Regions from separate parts of the Mus musculus genome. Here all the other regions are linked to region 3. The links are chromatin contacts, called in public Hi-C and HiChIP or PLAC-seq maps. All regions are on one chromosome and are shown on one strand. The core of a region is the stretch at or near the end of the contact, and the rest is flanking DNA. Distances in the headings are between cores, read along the strand shown.

Evidence for each region. A called contact is a pair of places that touch in the nucleus more often than the background predicts. HiChIP or PLAC-seq counts read pairs in DNA pulled down with a chosen protein or histone mark.
Region 1: a contact with region 3 is called in a Hi-C map of nephron progenitors, with 5 times the contacts expected there. The contact joins the promoter of Galnt5 here to the promoter of Acvr1 in region 3. A contact is called at or near these places in 2 of 39 promoter capture datasets (the C10 cell line and HPC-7-derived erythroid cells), 2 of 484 Hi-C or Micro-C datasets (the N1E-115 cell line and nephron progenitors) and 2 of 115 datasets of contacts at active chromatin or transcription factors (embryonic forebrain and stem cell-derived neural progenitor cells).
Region 2: an H3K4me3 HiChIP or PLAC-seq map of bone marrow-derived macrophages shows a contact between it and region 3, with 4 times the contacts expected there. The contact joins the enhancer-like site here to the promoter of Acvr1 in region 3. A contact is called at or near these places in 6 of 39 promoter capture datasets (the 3T3-L1 cell line, embryonic stem cells, liver and 1 more), 1 of 484 Hi-C or Micro-C datasets (muscle stem cells), 8 of 115 datasets of contacts at active chromatin or transcription factors (bone marrow-derived macrophages, embryonic forebrain, embryonic hindbrain and 5 more) and 1 of 9 other capture datasets (embryonic stem cells).
Region 4: a FOXA1 HiChIP or PLAC-seq map of pancreatic cancer cells shows a contact between it and region 3. The contact joins the promoter of Pkp4 here to the promoter of Acvr1 in region 3. A contact is called at or near these places in 3 of 39 promoter capture datasets (embryonic stem cells and liver), 7 of 484 Hi-C or Micro-C datasets (LSK cells, cardiomyocytes, embryonic stem cells and 3 more), 7 of 115 datasets of contacts at active chromatin or transcription factors (the 230-238 cell line, astrocytes, extraembryonic endoderm stem cells and 4 more) and 2 of 9 other capture datasets (adipose tissue and embryonic stem cells).
Region 5: a contact with region 3 is called in an H3K4me3 HiChIP or PLAC-seq map of bone marrow-derived macrophages, with 3 times the contacts expected there. The contact joins the enhancer-like site here to the promoter of Acvr1 in region 3. A contact is called at or near these places in 8 of 115 datasets of contacts at active chromatin or transcription factors (the NIH/3T3 cell line, astrocytes, bone marrow-derived macrophages and 3 more).

Annotation. Positions count from the first base shown.
Region 1 is chr2:57,996,874-57,999,573 of GRCm38.p6, forward strand. Galnt5 (polypeptide N-acetylgalactosaminyltransferase 5) reads left to right here and starts at 1,282. Exons shown (of 10, transcript NM_172855.3): 1 at 1,282-2,700. The coding sequence starts at 1,517. The region is part of intron 1 of Gm33594 (a long non-coding RNA gene); the gene reads right to left.
Region 2 is chr2:59,436,916-59,439,615 of GRCm38.p6, forward strand. No RefSeq gene overlaps it. Among named protein-coding and RNA genes, the nearest start is that of Gm46743, 18 kb to the left of the region's middle. Within about 2 kb of position 1,261, at least 148 of the 459 cell types and tissues checked have an H3K27ac peak or open chromatin away from gene starts, as enhancers often do. A contact at or near this core is called in bone marrow-derived macrophages, forebrain, muscle stem cells and 2 more, where this site is marked.
Region 3 is chr2:58,565,571-58,568,270 of GRCm38.p6, forward strand. It overlaps Acvr1 (activin A receptor, type 1), which reads right to left and starts at 1,258. Exons shown (of 12, transcript NM_007394.3): 1 at 1,217-1,258. It also overlaps a transcript of Upp2 not described here.
Region 4 is chr2:59,159,561-59,162,260 of GRCm38.p6, forward strand. Pkp4 (plakophilin 4) reads left to right here and starts at 1,290. Exons shown (of 22, transcript NM_026361.2): 1 at 1,290-1,568. It overlaps Ccdc148 (coiled-coil domain containing 148), which reads right to left and starts at 1,123. Exons shown (of 15, transcript NM_001372501.1): 1 at 787-1,123.
Region 5 is chr2:59,400,782-59,403,481 of GRCm38.p6, forward strand. It overlaps Gm46743 (a long non-coding RNA gene), which reads right to left. Exons shown (of 3, transcript XR_001783312.1): 3 at 1-751. Among named protein-coding and RNA genes, the nearest start is that of 5330411J11Rik, 15 kb to the left of the region's middle. Within about 2 kb of position 1,275, at least 46 of the 459 cell types and tissues checked have an H3K27ac peak or open chromatin away from gene starts, as enhancers often do. A contact at or near this core is called in bone marrow-derived macrophages and embryonic stem cells, where this site is marked.

The DNA of each region.
Region 1 (2,700 bases), core at 32-2,531, 570 kb before region 3:
TGACTGCAGTTGATACATTGTGACCACAAGACTGGATTTGCTATGCCATATTGCACCCTCCAACTGTATCGAAAGTGAGCCATCTTTCCTTAAACTGCTTCTGCCAGATGACAATAATAAGAAAAATGGATAGAAGAGGACTTCTGAGTGATTTAAAGATCAAATCTATGAAGAAACTACTGGCCTTCCCGTTTCCCAGAATTTCCCAGAGTCTAGACAAAGTCTTGGCACAATAGTCAAGCTATTGGTCCATGACTTAGTAAATACAGATTTGGGAGTGTGTCCTAATCCATTCAAGTTTCTATTTAATATTACCATAGACTGAGTGGTCTATACTCAATATGAATTAATTTCTCACAGTTTTGGAGGCTAAGGCATTCAAAAAGAACAGATATGGTTTCTTCAAGAGTCCCTCTTGTTGGGCCCTCACATGGTGAAAGGGGCAAGGCATCTCACTGAGCTCACTTATAAGGACACTAATCTAATATCTAAGGGCTGCTCCTCCCTTATCTCAGCACATTCCAAAGACTTTACTTGCTAATATCACCCTACTGGTGATTAGGGTTTCCACATTGAATTTGGTGGGGACACAAACATTCAGATCATAGCAAAGTGCCCTGAATTTTATAGGAATATTACAAAATGTATCAGTTTATTAAGGCTAAGAATTGGAGAAAAAAAAGATGGACTAATGTAAAAAAGAGTAGCTGACCTACTTACTTAAAAAGATTTCTGTACCTGTTGGTAGAAGCCTCCAAAATAGCTAAACACCCCTCTCTGGCAATTACGCTATAAGATACCCCCTTTTTTAAGCCATTAACCTCTTAGAGCTGAAACATTAAGGTCAAGAATTAATTGATTGCTCCAAGTAAGTACTCAAGTATCTGGGTACCACAGGGTTAATGTGTAAGAGTGGGGTAGGAGGGGTTACAAACCAGGAACACATGTCCTCTAAGTTAGTTTGCTTTCTGTTTAATTGCCCTTAAAACACATACTCTCTCACATAGCACAGAAGGTGAGAGCTGAAGGAAGTTTGCTGGGTAATGGCTTGAAAGGTTTTCCTTCTGAGACATGGTGTTGAGTTACAGCATGCAGCGAACTGGGAGGAGAGAAGCTGCTGGCTGCAGCCCCAGCCTAGTCCCACGTTTTCTTGTTTTCTTGGGCTGGAAGGAAGATGGACATGAGCCCTGTGAGACAAGATGCAGTGAAACTGTCCTGCAGCTGCAGCTGACTGCTCCGGGAGCCACCTGGAGCCAGTGTATACTAGGGTTTAGCCAGGGCCAGGGAGCGGGCACAAATACTTTGCTGTGAAATGCCACGCAGGCAGAGAGTGACAGGCAGTCAGTAAGAGCTGAGCTTTTCCCCCTTGGACAGCTATTTCCTGCTTGGTTCCGACGAGAGGGGCCTTGCTCCTACTGCTGCTGCTGTTGCTGCTACTACTACTGCTGTTGCTACCTCAACTCTCTCTCTCCACTCCAGGTAAGCAGAGCGCAAGCTGCAAGTCAGCCTTTGTACGATGAACAAGATCCGAAAGTTTTTCCGAGGAAGTGGGCGAGTCTTGGCATTTATATTTGCAGCGTCTGTCATCTGGTTGCTCTTTGACATGGCAGCTCTCCGCCTCTCATTCAGTGAGATCAACGCAGGGCTACTCAAAGAAGATATCATAAGGAGGGAACATACGGGATTCAGAGTTGAGCCAGACCAAGTGAAGGTCCTTTACACCAGCATCAGAGGGATGGGGCTGCCTCGGAATGGAGCGTGGGGTAAGGAGAACTTTAGAAAAGCTGAGAACCATGAACTCAAGGTTGAGGAGAATATGGACCAAGTCCAGAGGAAAGGGAAAATGCAGAACCTCCTGGGAAGGAGAAAGGCTGTGCCTTTGTGGCATCTTGCACATCTGCAAACCCTCCCAGTGACAATTCCCATGCAGAAGACCCAGGGGAGAGATAGCAAGCCTGAAGTCTCCTCCCAATACATGATGTCCAAGTGGATGACAGTGTTAGAGTCTGAGAAGACCCCATTCACAGCTTCAAGAGGAGTTCCATTGACCAAAATAGCAGGACGTACAGAAACCTTCGATAAAAAACAAGAGGCCCCCCAAAATTATAATGTCAGCAGCGATACATCAAAGCAAGCATCTGAAAGGACCCTGAATATGACCATCAGTGTCAAGACTGATAGATCAAAGCAAAAATCACAGACAGTAACAAAATTGAGGATGCACTTTGCCAGCCCACCAATCCTGAAATCTGAGGAAGTCACAGTCATAAAGAAAGCTGAGGCTCAGAGCAAAGACCTAAAACATGAAGCCCTTAAAGCGCTACCACTTCTTAAGTTCATTGCAGATATGGGTCATTTAAAGAACCAATCTACAAATGAGACACAGTTGGGAAGATTGCCAGAAGATGATGCAGCCAAAGTGGCGCCAGGGAAGAAACTTAATTTCTCTGAAAGTCATGTTGTGATTATAACTAAAGAGGAAGAACTGAAGACAGACACCAAAGAGGTACCTAATTCTAAAACCCAAACTGTGTTTCCTAAATTACTGGGTGGAAGTCCACATAAACAAATCCCCAGAAATCAAAGCAAGACGTCATCCTCTCCCCCAGCTCTGAAGAAAGCAGTGTCTCAGTCCAAGCCCACCATATCTGGGGGACTCCATACAGCAAGAAGCAACTTGACTGCCAAGGCTCCAACTGT
Region 2 (2,700 bases), core at 11-2,510, 870 kb after region 3:
GTCTTACAGTGAATCATCAATTGTATCAAATCCCTAGAATATATAGCACCTACTCTATGCCTCCCGCTCCTCTGAGGTCAGAGCCGTGCCTGAGGCTTTCCAGGAAACTTCTTACCCCAGGGATATTTACTTTCCAAGGCACTGATATTGGCCATGTTGAAGATCTACTGCCGCGACTCTAGGACATAAAAAGTCTAGAGTTGCTGGAAACTTGGGAGTACGCACGTGGCCCAAGTGGCCATAGTACCAGGGGTGTAGGAATAAACGTCAACCTGATGAGGATGAGAGAGCCAAGGTATGGAGAGCGCTTAAGTCCCTGGTGACCTCACCAAGACCGCACCACTCATTCCTAGCACCGCCCCCCCCCCCCCCCGACTCCTGGAGAGAGGTGACATTCACGATCCTACCTGTGTCATGGTGGTGTTGTTACCTCATAGTGATAATATCTCTCTCAGAGTCAATATCCTTTTCAATATTGTTTGGTTACATCATGTTTTCTGTCTCTTGAAGGTACACATATCTAACCAATATTGAAGTTACACATATCTAACCAATACAGGCATTAGGAAATATGTCTTTTGAATGAGCAAATGAAGAAAGGGAAACGGCCCCCTTTAATGTGTGTCATCGTGTGAAATCTTTCCAATAGCCTCGGACCTGGAAGCTGCACCATTAGAGCCGAGAAAACTGGACCCCAGAGAAGACCCTGCCTCCTATCCAAGGCCGCAGGATTAGGAAGGCCAGAGCTGAGTCACATTTAACTGCCGCGCTATCTATCAATTTACTATCTTTAGCATCTCAGTTCAGACTTTTTATCCATAGCAGAAGGTTCTCCTTTGAAGTTTCTTTTTCTACTTCCTACTGACTTCATTTTTTCTTTCTTTCCAGTGTTGGGGATGGAACTGAGAGCCTCCCAGAGTGTAGGCAACACCCCCCTGCTGAGATGTACCCTTGACCTCCCGTTGACCTTTCGACCTGCTACCTTAAAAGTCAGCCTCCTAATTTTGACCTTGGGCTGATGGGCCTATATCCATTTGTTTCTAGTCTACTTAATTCTTCAGCGTCATAGCTACCCGTGTCTTCTGACTAGGAAATAGCACCCACGCTTCCCCATGTCTGAGATCAGAGTCCCCACAGTGCTCCAAGGAACTTCAACGAAGATATATTCCCATGCCACTCCATCTCTCTACCTCCCTCATGGCTCATCAACTTTGCCTTGGCACACATCCAGGTTGACCACGTGAGCGTACTATGTTGGCAGGAAGCCTGGGTATAGTGGGAGAGGCCTCAGGAAGCATTGCCATCTTACTGTGAGACCCGAGTAGATACACGCAGGGTACACGTATATGCTTTTTAGCAAACCTAGAAAGAACACCACTCTGGCACAGCTTTCTTCCCCTGGGTAGGAACACAGAGAAACCACGGTTTTCTCTCTACTGGCCAGAATGTCTGCTGCTCACAGCCAGGACTTCATAGATGAACGCTGTAGAAAACGTCTTAGCTGCACCCAAAGAACTTCAAGTGTTTTGCTCTCGCTTCTGAAGGAAAACAAACAAATAAACAAAAAAAAAAAAAAAAAAAAAAAAACCGGCCCTGGTAGTCAGCAAAGCTCCAGAAAACTGGCTGTGGAAGGTATCTTGTAAACTGGAAATCATCTGCCCTCTAGTGGTCATCTGCAGGAAGTTCCAACCCGAAAACAGCCAGGACGGAGAAGGCAGAAAGAGTGTGTGACAAAAAGAGAACCCGTAATAAGTCGTCATGGTGGGAAGCCACCATTCGTTAAAAACCAAATATAGGTCACGAGAGTAAAAATAGACATCCGAGCTTTTCACAAACCCTAGCAGGTTAGATCAAAGTCGCCCTGAACTTAGCACTTGGGTGGCATTCCAAACCCAGAGAGTACTGAGCAGGAGAAAACCTACGCCCTGGGACTCCTCCCAGGAAGGGAAGGCTGTTGTGGGTGGGGAAAGATTTGATATGAAACTACATCAGAGGAAGTGTTTGTTTTTATTGCTTCCTGAGAACTGGGAAAGGATGAAAGAAAGTACAAGAAAGGCAGATAGAGGAGGGCTGCAGGTTCTCCAAACGTGAGCTGCCCGCCCTGATTAGTCTGCAGTGCCCAGGACTGTTGGGTGGGGTTGCTTGGTGAGACTATTCAGGACGGTGGAAGAAGCTGTTTCCCCATTGATGCAGGACTGAAAATAGTCTAAAGCACACGAGGAGAGACGCCTGGCCTGAAAAATACTTCCTGGAGCAGCCTAGGGGTCAAGGAGGGGCCTAGGAACCCATAGAAGTGATGGGCAGCGCCCCTGGCCATTAACTGAGTCAGACCTATTTAAAACAAACTTATGCCAAAGTTATAGACACCCTCAAGGTGGAAATCAATTCGTGGGGCCTGTGGGTGCAGCTTAGGGAGAAGGGTTGCTTGTACAGGAAATAAAAGACCTGAGAGGAGCGCATGTTTAGACCATGGTGTTTAGAAACAACAACCAGACTTTGTAGTAACCCCTGCCCGAATGCCAGCTCACATAATAACAAAACATAAGAAACCTTGGTGATGGCCCATGCCAACTCGGACGTGAGGAACTTAGGGTCCAAGGACAGATCTGTGATCTTAAAAGAATGTAATGAGCTGTTGGCATTCCTGGGGTGCAGACTCGATAAGAAACTAGATCAGAAAAAGGGTTTGTTTGTATTTCT
Region 3 (2,700 bases), core at 8-2,507:
ACACCACCTTTCCAGGAAGAATTTTTTGGGGAAAAGGGAGGTGGTGTCTATTTTTTGCCACCGCCTTCCCTTGGGCTGTCAGAGCAGTCTGCCTCTCAAGAACTGGATCCTTTAAAATCACTGCGTTATGTTTCTATTTGAGGGATTTTTTTCAGAAATTATATATCTATGCAAACAAAAAACATATATATGTGTATGTATATATATATATATGCAATCGCATTAAACATGTATGGGACCAGAGACGTTTCCCATCATCTCACACCAATCGCACAAACCGCAAAGAAGAAAAGCCAATAAAGAGAGCAAATCCAATGCATTACCGTCCGTCTCTCTCCAAACACCAAATTAATGGCAACTTTTTAACCAACACACTTTTCTTCTGCAACAAAAATGGGTGTTTTCTTGCCCAAGTACCTTCCTCCATAGCTCCTCTGCCGTGCAAGGTACGTTCAGATCTCCAGGGGAAGAGGGAGGTAGGGAAGGGTGGGAGACGTAACTGGCACAAACTGGACAGAGCCAAGCCAGTCTCTGAACCAGACAGAAGTCCATGCACGTAGTGAACCCACAGGCCCACAATTCTCCCCAGCGCGCCCAAGGTTCTAGCCTCACTGTTTTGGTTAGTGTCGAAGGAAGGGTTTTAAACTTGGCAAAGTACTATGCAACATCTGTAACCACATCTGCCTTCTGGGGATCGGAAGATGAATCCCACATTCCTGGCTTTGAAGCTTTTTGAAACTGCAGCTAGGAAGGACAGAGGGAGGGAGGGAGTTGAACAGAGTTTATTGGCTGTCTCTCCAGCAGAAAATTCCTCTTGGAAGAGATGGATATTTTGTGGGTGGGGGTGACTGGCCAATCTCTTTAGTCTGCCAAGCTCAGCTTAGAAGGTGAGCCCGGGGCCGTGAGGCCAGATCGATTTATAAGTCCGAGGCGCACACCCTGCAGGAGTTCATCCAACGCACACCCGAACCCCCTACTCCAAGCCTCTGTCCACCCCGGATCCCACCGGCAGCCAAGGCCCTAAGCAAGTCGGTTTCGTTCCGCCGCGGCTTCCCCCCACGTCGAGAGGGCACGCAGCTTGCCGGAGAAAGAATGAAAGCGAGGGGGAGGCACCGAGACGCCCACCCTCCACCTCCGATCCCGGTCTCGCCTCCAGCTAAGCTCCCTCCTCCCTCGGTCCCCAGCTCCGGCGGCGTGGCCGGCGACCTGCTCTCACCTCTGGTCCAGCGGCGGTCGGGTGCTGAACCCGGGGAGGCGGAGAGCTCGAGGCGACCGGGAGCTGCAAGGCGGCGCGGGAGGGCGCGGGGCGGGGCGGGGCGCTGCAGCCGGCGTGGAGCCCGGAACTCCGCGGGCCGCGGGCGGGTGGCCCGGGCGGCGGCGGCGGAGTGCAGCGCGGCGCGGCACGGCGCGGCGCGGGGCGGGAGGCTGGCGGCCACGGGGCCGGGGCGCAGGCTGGCGGCAGGCACCGGGCTGGAGCCGGGGAGACGGCTGTCGCGGGGCGGGAGGCGGAGGGCGGGGAGGAGGGCGGAGGAAACTTGCGGCGGCGCGGGGCTCGGCTGGGGGCGGCGGGGAGCCGGCGGCGGCAAAGTTCCCCCAGCGCTTGGGGGCGGCGGCGGCGGCGGCGGCGACCGGGAGCTGGAGCGGGAGGAGCGGGAGGAGGAGGAGGAGGAAGTGGCTGCGGAGCGCTCGGCCAATGAGTGTCTGGAGCTGTGATTAACCAGGCAGCAACACATCATTTCCTCCCGGCGCGGATCCAGGGAGCCGGGAGGGAGAGGGCCGGCGGCGGGGCGGGGCGCTCCTCGCGCCCCCTGCAGGCGCCCGGCCCCAGGGATTCCGCCCGCCTAGCCATGCTCGCCCGCCGCCCCCGACCCCCGACCCTTCGGGCCGCCCGGGCTGTGGGCTGCTGCGAGCCGGGCTGGCGGGACGCGGGGGAGGCGCGCGGCACGGGGAGCGGCCAGGTAGGCGCGGGCGGGGCCGTCTGGACAGCTCCCGGGGCGCGGGGCGGGCGGACAGCAGGCAGCCGAGCCGGGAACTGCGGGGGCTCCTGCACTCATCTCCAGCCCTGCGTGTCAGGCACAGGGGTGGATACTCAATGCTCCGCCTCAGCCAGGCCATCGTTGCCTTGTCTTCTGATCCCCTTCCACTATGCTCATTTCCTCGCAGGGTCTAGGGTTATGCAAGCGTTTGCCATTTTCGCAGTCGGCTTCCTTGGTAATAAAAATAAGCAAGTCTGGGGGGTGGGGGGGGGGGGGGCTTCTGCAAAAATCCCGCCCTGTCCTAGGCGCCACGGGAGCTTACAGTAGGAAGGAAGGAACATTCTCCGCCGCAGAGAGGCTGACAACTTTGGTCCTTAGAAACACAAAAACACCCCAGTGTGCTAATATTATCTGGAGCATCAAAAAAGGCATGCAAGGATCAAATTTTGCATGGTGCCCGCTTAGTGTTTGGAAGCAGCAAGCCATTTTCTCTGCCCTCTAGAAGCTTATAATGCACAGTCCTATCACAAAGCAAGAGTAAAATCATGACACCAATAAATGGGGAAAACATAAAGTATTTTTTATCCCTACAGGTCCTTTCATGTAGAGGGCATTTATTGGGTCGCTGGCTGCAACACTGCAGAAGGTTGCAAAGGAAGTGGAAGATCGGGCCTTTGCAAAAGCTGCAAACAAGCTAGCTTTACAGGCGTGTGTGTACAAGGAA
Region 4 (2,700 bases), core at 40-2,539, 590 kb after region 3:
GGAAAATTAATATCCCTTATTGTGAAGGGAGATAGTATAATATTTTTTTCTTTTTACTAAAGAGGATATTATGAAAATAACAAAGCCACCAAAAGAAGAAACATGAATACATCGGTGGCTATATGCTAGAGTGGTACTATTTTTAAAATATGTTATGAAGCAATATCATGTGTAAAAGTTCCAGATTAATAGCTACCATCTAATTATGAACATCACTCATCAAAAATAATTAGCACGAGCAAACTAGCACAAAATGATTTAAAATGAAAGTAGAGCACTCATTATTAAAGGTCAAGATTTGGGTGCGAATGCTCCCCTGTCCCAATTCATCATTTCCTTACCGATTTTAGTATTAATCTGGAAAACTGCCAGAAAGCAAAAATCCATCATTTGTAATCTATTTTTTTCTTTTTGAGAAATCATTGGGATGAATTCTGGCACTTCTCCAGCCTCAGACAAACTGGGAAGAGCATGCACCTGCCAAGCTCAGCACAGAAAGCACATAGTCCAAGAGGGAGGGGCGGAGGAGAGATCAGACTTGCTGTTTTGGGAAGCAGAGAACTCATTCTGTTGCGGGCTGGTCCTTTAGTACAACCCCACTCAGTTTCCTTACCAAAATACCACGTGCAAGAAATCCTGTTTTCGTTGGGAGGGGTTATAGGCTGGAAGAACCAAAAATCAGAGGAAATGTAGACTCAGGGAAGGGGGAGTGGTTGGAGAAAGAATTCAAGTGACCCTGTGACGTCAGGAAGAAGCAGAGATTTAAGGAATGGAGTGGAAACTCACCGGGCTGCACAGATCTCAAAGGTCAAAATGCATATAGCCTCGCATGCTCCCCAGATGCAGGAAAAATGAAACGCCCACTCCTGAGCTTTCAATGTAAAGTAGAAGTCCGGGGGCTCAGTTGTTTCTGCCTTTGACGCTGGGGACAAGCCCTACCATGCAGAGTCTTGGCAATACTCAAAAGCAAGACCCGCCCGATTTCAGAGCCCTCTCCCGGGAATCCCCTAATACTCCTTCCCCCCACCCCCTCCCGCGCCGGAGGCTACAGACACCTTCATCTTCACTCCCCACCTTCTCCTGGCCCTCTAGCTCTTAACAGCATCGGTCTCCATGGCGACCTGAAACCGCAGCTCCCATTGGCTCGTTCAATATGAGGGCCGGGCCAATGGGGAGGGCCGGCCCTCTCCTTCCGCCCAATGGGGCGGGCGCGGAGCCTGTCTGGGGACGGCAGCGTGCTGACGTTCCCGGGTGCCGGGACTGGCCGGGCGGGCGGGCGGGCTGGCGGCGGGGCGGCGGCCTCTGAGCAGTCTAGAGGGCTCCGGGGCTGAGTGCGCGTGGACGCCGGCCGCGGCGGCGGCACTATGGGCACGGGGTAGAGGCGAGCTGCCGCCGCCACCGGGGTGGTGGGAGAGCCTCTTCGGGGGAGGGGGCGGGAGGGGAGGGAGGGGAGGGCAGCGGCGAGGCTGCCGCACTTCGGCCAGTTTGCTCCGGTGCCGCAGCGGCGACCCTTCGGCGTGGATGTCCCTGGTCCCTGGAGCGACGACGGCCTCCGCCTGAGCTGGAAAGTAAGTGCGCGGGGCTGGCGGGAGGGCTCGGGGCTCTGGGGTGCTAGCTGCCCAGAGCGCGTCGAGCCGGGACCTGGCGGCGGCCAGGCGCCCCCCGCGGCTCCCTGGCTCGGATCTCTCGGTCCCCGCCGCGTGCTCCGCCATCCCGCCCGCCTCTCCCCTCCCCCCGGCGGCGCACAACTTTGCCCCGCACAGCTCGGCGCGGCCGCTTTTCCTCCCGCACCGCGCCACCGCTTCTCGAACTTGAGCCCCGAGGCTCCCGCGCGCCGTCGTGCCCGGGACCGGCCGTCTGTGTGTCCGTCCCTCGCTCCACCGAAGCAACCGCCAGCCGTGCCTCCCACGCTCGCCCGGCGTGTCGCCCGGGCCCCCAGAGCAGCGCTGGTGCCCGTGACGACCGCCCGGAGGGTCCAGGGCTCCCAGCTTGCAGCTGCAAACCGCACGCTCCTCCCTAGCGGGCGCCCCAGCCTTAAGGCTCCAGGCTGCCCTCCCGCGCCGCACTGCCTCCTCGCGCTGCCAGGAGTTAGAGCGAGCAGCTGCACCCAACGGAGGGTCGTGGGTCCCTGTCCCCTCTTACTCCTTGGGAAACGAGAGGGCGAGCGGCGGGACCGGGTTTTGGCGGCATAGTGACTGAGTGCGACACCCGGCGAGCGCGGGCAGCGGAGGCGCCGCGGTTGCTCCGGGCGCCGCGATAGGCAGGTGTGTGCGTCCAACGGGCGACGCGCGCTGCCAGCTTGTAGGCTGGCGACAGATTGTGCTGGAATGCAAGGAATGCACCAGGGACAGAGTCCGCACGGGCCGCGGCCGCACTAGCGCCTTCCCGGCCCTGATCTCGCCGCGTAGCCAGAGGTCACGGCGCATCTTCAGAGCTGGTAAGCCTCGTTCACTCTCCTGCCTCCGCTTCTCTCCCTGCGGCAGAGGGCGGTGGAGAGGGAAGCGCGGTAGTTTTCTTGGGGCTCCAGCCTATGGTTCTGGATTTTTTGCTGCATTGGTCTCCAGGACCGTGAATTTAGGTGTCAGTGTACCCAAGGTTATTATTGATCGTTGCAGAAGGCTCTTGGCAAGTTTGCTTTTGCAAGATTTGGATAGTGCGTGGTTTTTTTTTTTTTTTTTTTTTTTAACCAGGGTTTTCTGA
Region 5 (2,700 bases), core at 25-2,524, 840 kb after region 3:
ATTACTGTCTCCATTTTGCAGGTGACATGGTCCAACAAAATGTAGTATTCTTACATGAGCTGTACTGACCAAAGGCTTGTCATATTGCCTGGAGCCCCATCCTGACAGGAGTGGGTGTGGCCTAACCTTCTCTACCAGCCTTCCAGGATCTCTATCCTTTGTCCTCCCTAACCAAAATCACCCACGGGGCTGCTAGTAGCTCACTGGTGGCTCACTTCCCCACCCAGGGCTCTACTGGGATGCCCTTCCTGCTTCCCAGAAGCCTTTGTTCCATGAAAAACAACTTGTTTTCCAGATCAAGACCTCTAGGGAGGTGAGGGGAACTAGAATCCTAAATACAGGATGAGGATCAAAATTAGTCCCTGACCCCTCACTTCCTCTTCAGCCATTACAGGCTGCTGTGCAAGTCAAGAGAGGAAGTAGCCTGAGAGTGGATTGACTGAGAAGAAAAGAGCAACATGTCCCCACTCCCAGAACTATACAATAGAGATTTGTCTGCTGTGTGCTTCAGTAGTCAGAGGAGGAAATGACCACTCGCTCTTATTTGGGGGACAGTTCAGTGTGGGGGCAAAAGATCACCACAGAAAATAAGGCACAGGATGACGCTACCACAGAAAATAAGGCATGGGATGACACTGTAAAAACGAAGCATTTGTCCCAGGGAGATCGTCTGAAAGATGCTCTTTGACTGCCTCCATGGTCATCACAGCCCGTCTTTTCTACACACGGTGAGAGGAGTGGACAGTTCTTCCTAGAGGAAAGAGATAAAGGACAGCAAGGAATTTTATGGTTGACATCACTGGTCTGACCAGCTTTGCCAGGAAACAAAATCAATGTGTCCCTGCAACTAGTTCTTCGGTTTTAGTGACTCTTTTTTGACACTGAGGACGCTGAGATTTTATAGTCTGAAATGTGCCCGCAGCCTCCATGTCTGCCCGCCACTCTAGCTATAAACACCAGCTATAACCTGCAAGGGAGAAACAGTGCCAGCTGTTTATTCTCTAACTTGAGTTCACTTTTACAGTTTGACCAGGAGGGCTTGAGAGATCAGATGTGGCCACAGTGTAGATTTGAGAGGCAGGAACATCAGAAAACCACATATCTTGGCCAAAGCAGCAGGTCCAGGCAGTGGCCAGTCTCTGTAGTCAGTCCAAGCCCAGCATGGGAGCTCTGGGCATCTGGAGCAGCCTGGAAGATCAGATAAGGGGAAGCTGACATGGGAAAATCAGGCAGAGCAGAGGCCAGCAGCAGGCACTTAGCATAGCCCGTCCTTGGGTGGAGCCCACAGGAAGGAACAGGAGTGTCACGGCAGTACTGTCTCTGTTATGTGTTCCCTCCAAACACTACGGAAATGTGTAAAGTGTACGATGAAGGTCTCTGAACAACAACCCAGCCATTCCTCTTCCCCTCCTGCCCCCAGGTCATTGTCCTCCCTGGTTTAATTTCCAGATTATTGGAGCAGAGTTTAAGATCATGGGCTCCAGAACCAAATGATCCAGTTCAAACCCACACTCAGCTCCGTCCCAGCTGTGAGGCCTTGACTACAGCTGCCCCCTCTTGTCTGCTTGCTCATGCACGAAACTGGGACAGCAGTGGTGTCTGTGTTCTGTGACTTAACTCACAGAGACACCGCAGAGCCCAGGCACGGTTGTGCCCACAGCCACTGATTTTATTGCCTCTGACCTCCCTTCCAGTGAGAAACAATAAACACGGGCAGCCCTGGTTGCTTCTTGCAGGGAGTTCGCAGACTAAGCTGAGTTCTGCAAATGTAGAGAGTCGAATGTTGTTGGAGCAATGTCCCCCATGTGGACATTTACAGAGAAGGACTCTAGTTAGTGGAGATGGGGAGTCACCCAACACTATGGGTATCACAGTATGCCCCACTCCCTCACCCAGCTGAGTCCTCAGAAGAAAGCTGGACAAGCCCAGAGATGCAGACTCTTGAGTTGGGAGTCTTCTGAACATAGACACACGCACACGCACACACATACGTGCGCGCACACATACAAACACAAGTGGGTGTATACATGGACAGACATTCAAATGCAATATAAATGTTAAATAAGCAAACACATTACAAGAATGGTACAAAAAAGGCAACACGAGAAATTGATTTCCTATTAAAAGTATCTTTTGTTTTCTTTTAATCCATGGAACGCAGAAATTCTCCATCAGATTTCTGCTTACACAAAGTAAACAAAATTTGTTCTGTCCTATGCACCCCTGCCCCCTCTCCCAAGTTCTGGTCTGCCTTCTTTAGCCTCCATCCCAAAGTGAGCCATGAGTATTCTAGTCTGTCACCAGCATGTATCCTTCAACTCCTGAGCACAATCCCTCATGCCACAGTGACTTGGTGTCCTGCGAACTTGGGACTCTGGTCCCTCCAACTGGCCATGCCCTAGGAAAGATTTCTCTGCTACCCCTAAAGGCTAGATGACCCTCCCTCTAATTCTTCAATTATGTTATGAGTTAAAAGGTAGGCATCAGAGCTGGCAGAAGCCAGAGACTTAGTTGGAGGCAGCATCATTAGCAACCCCATCTATAAAGTGGATGATACTAGTGTCAGGTTCAGGGGCTTGCAGCAAAGTTTAAGTGAGGTGATATAAATAAAATAAATGCCTATCCTCATGACAGGTATACAGGTGATGTTCAATGAAAAGAAGTTCTCCGTGTTACTTGCCAGTACGAGTGCATAGTAGT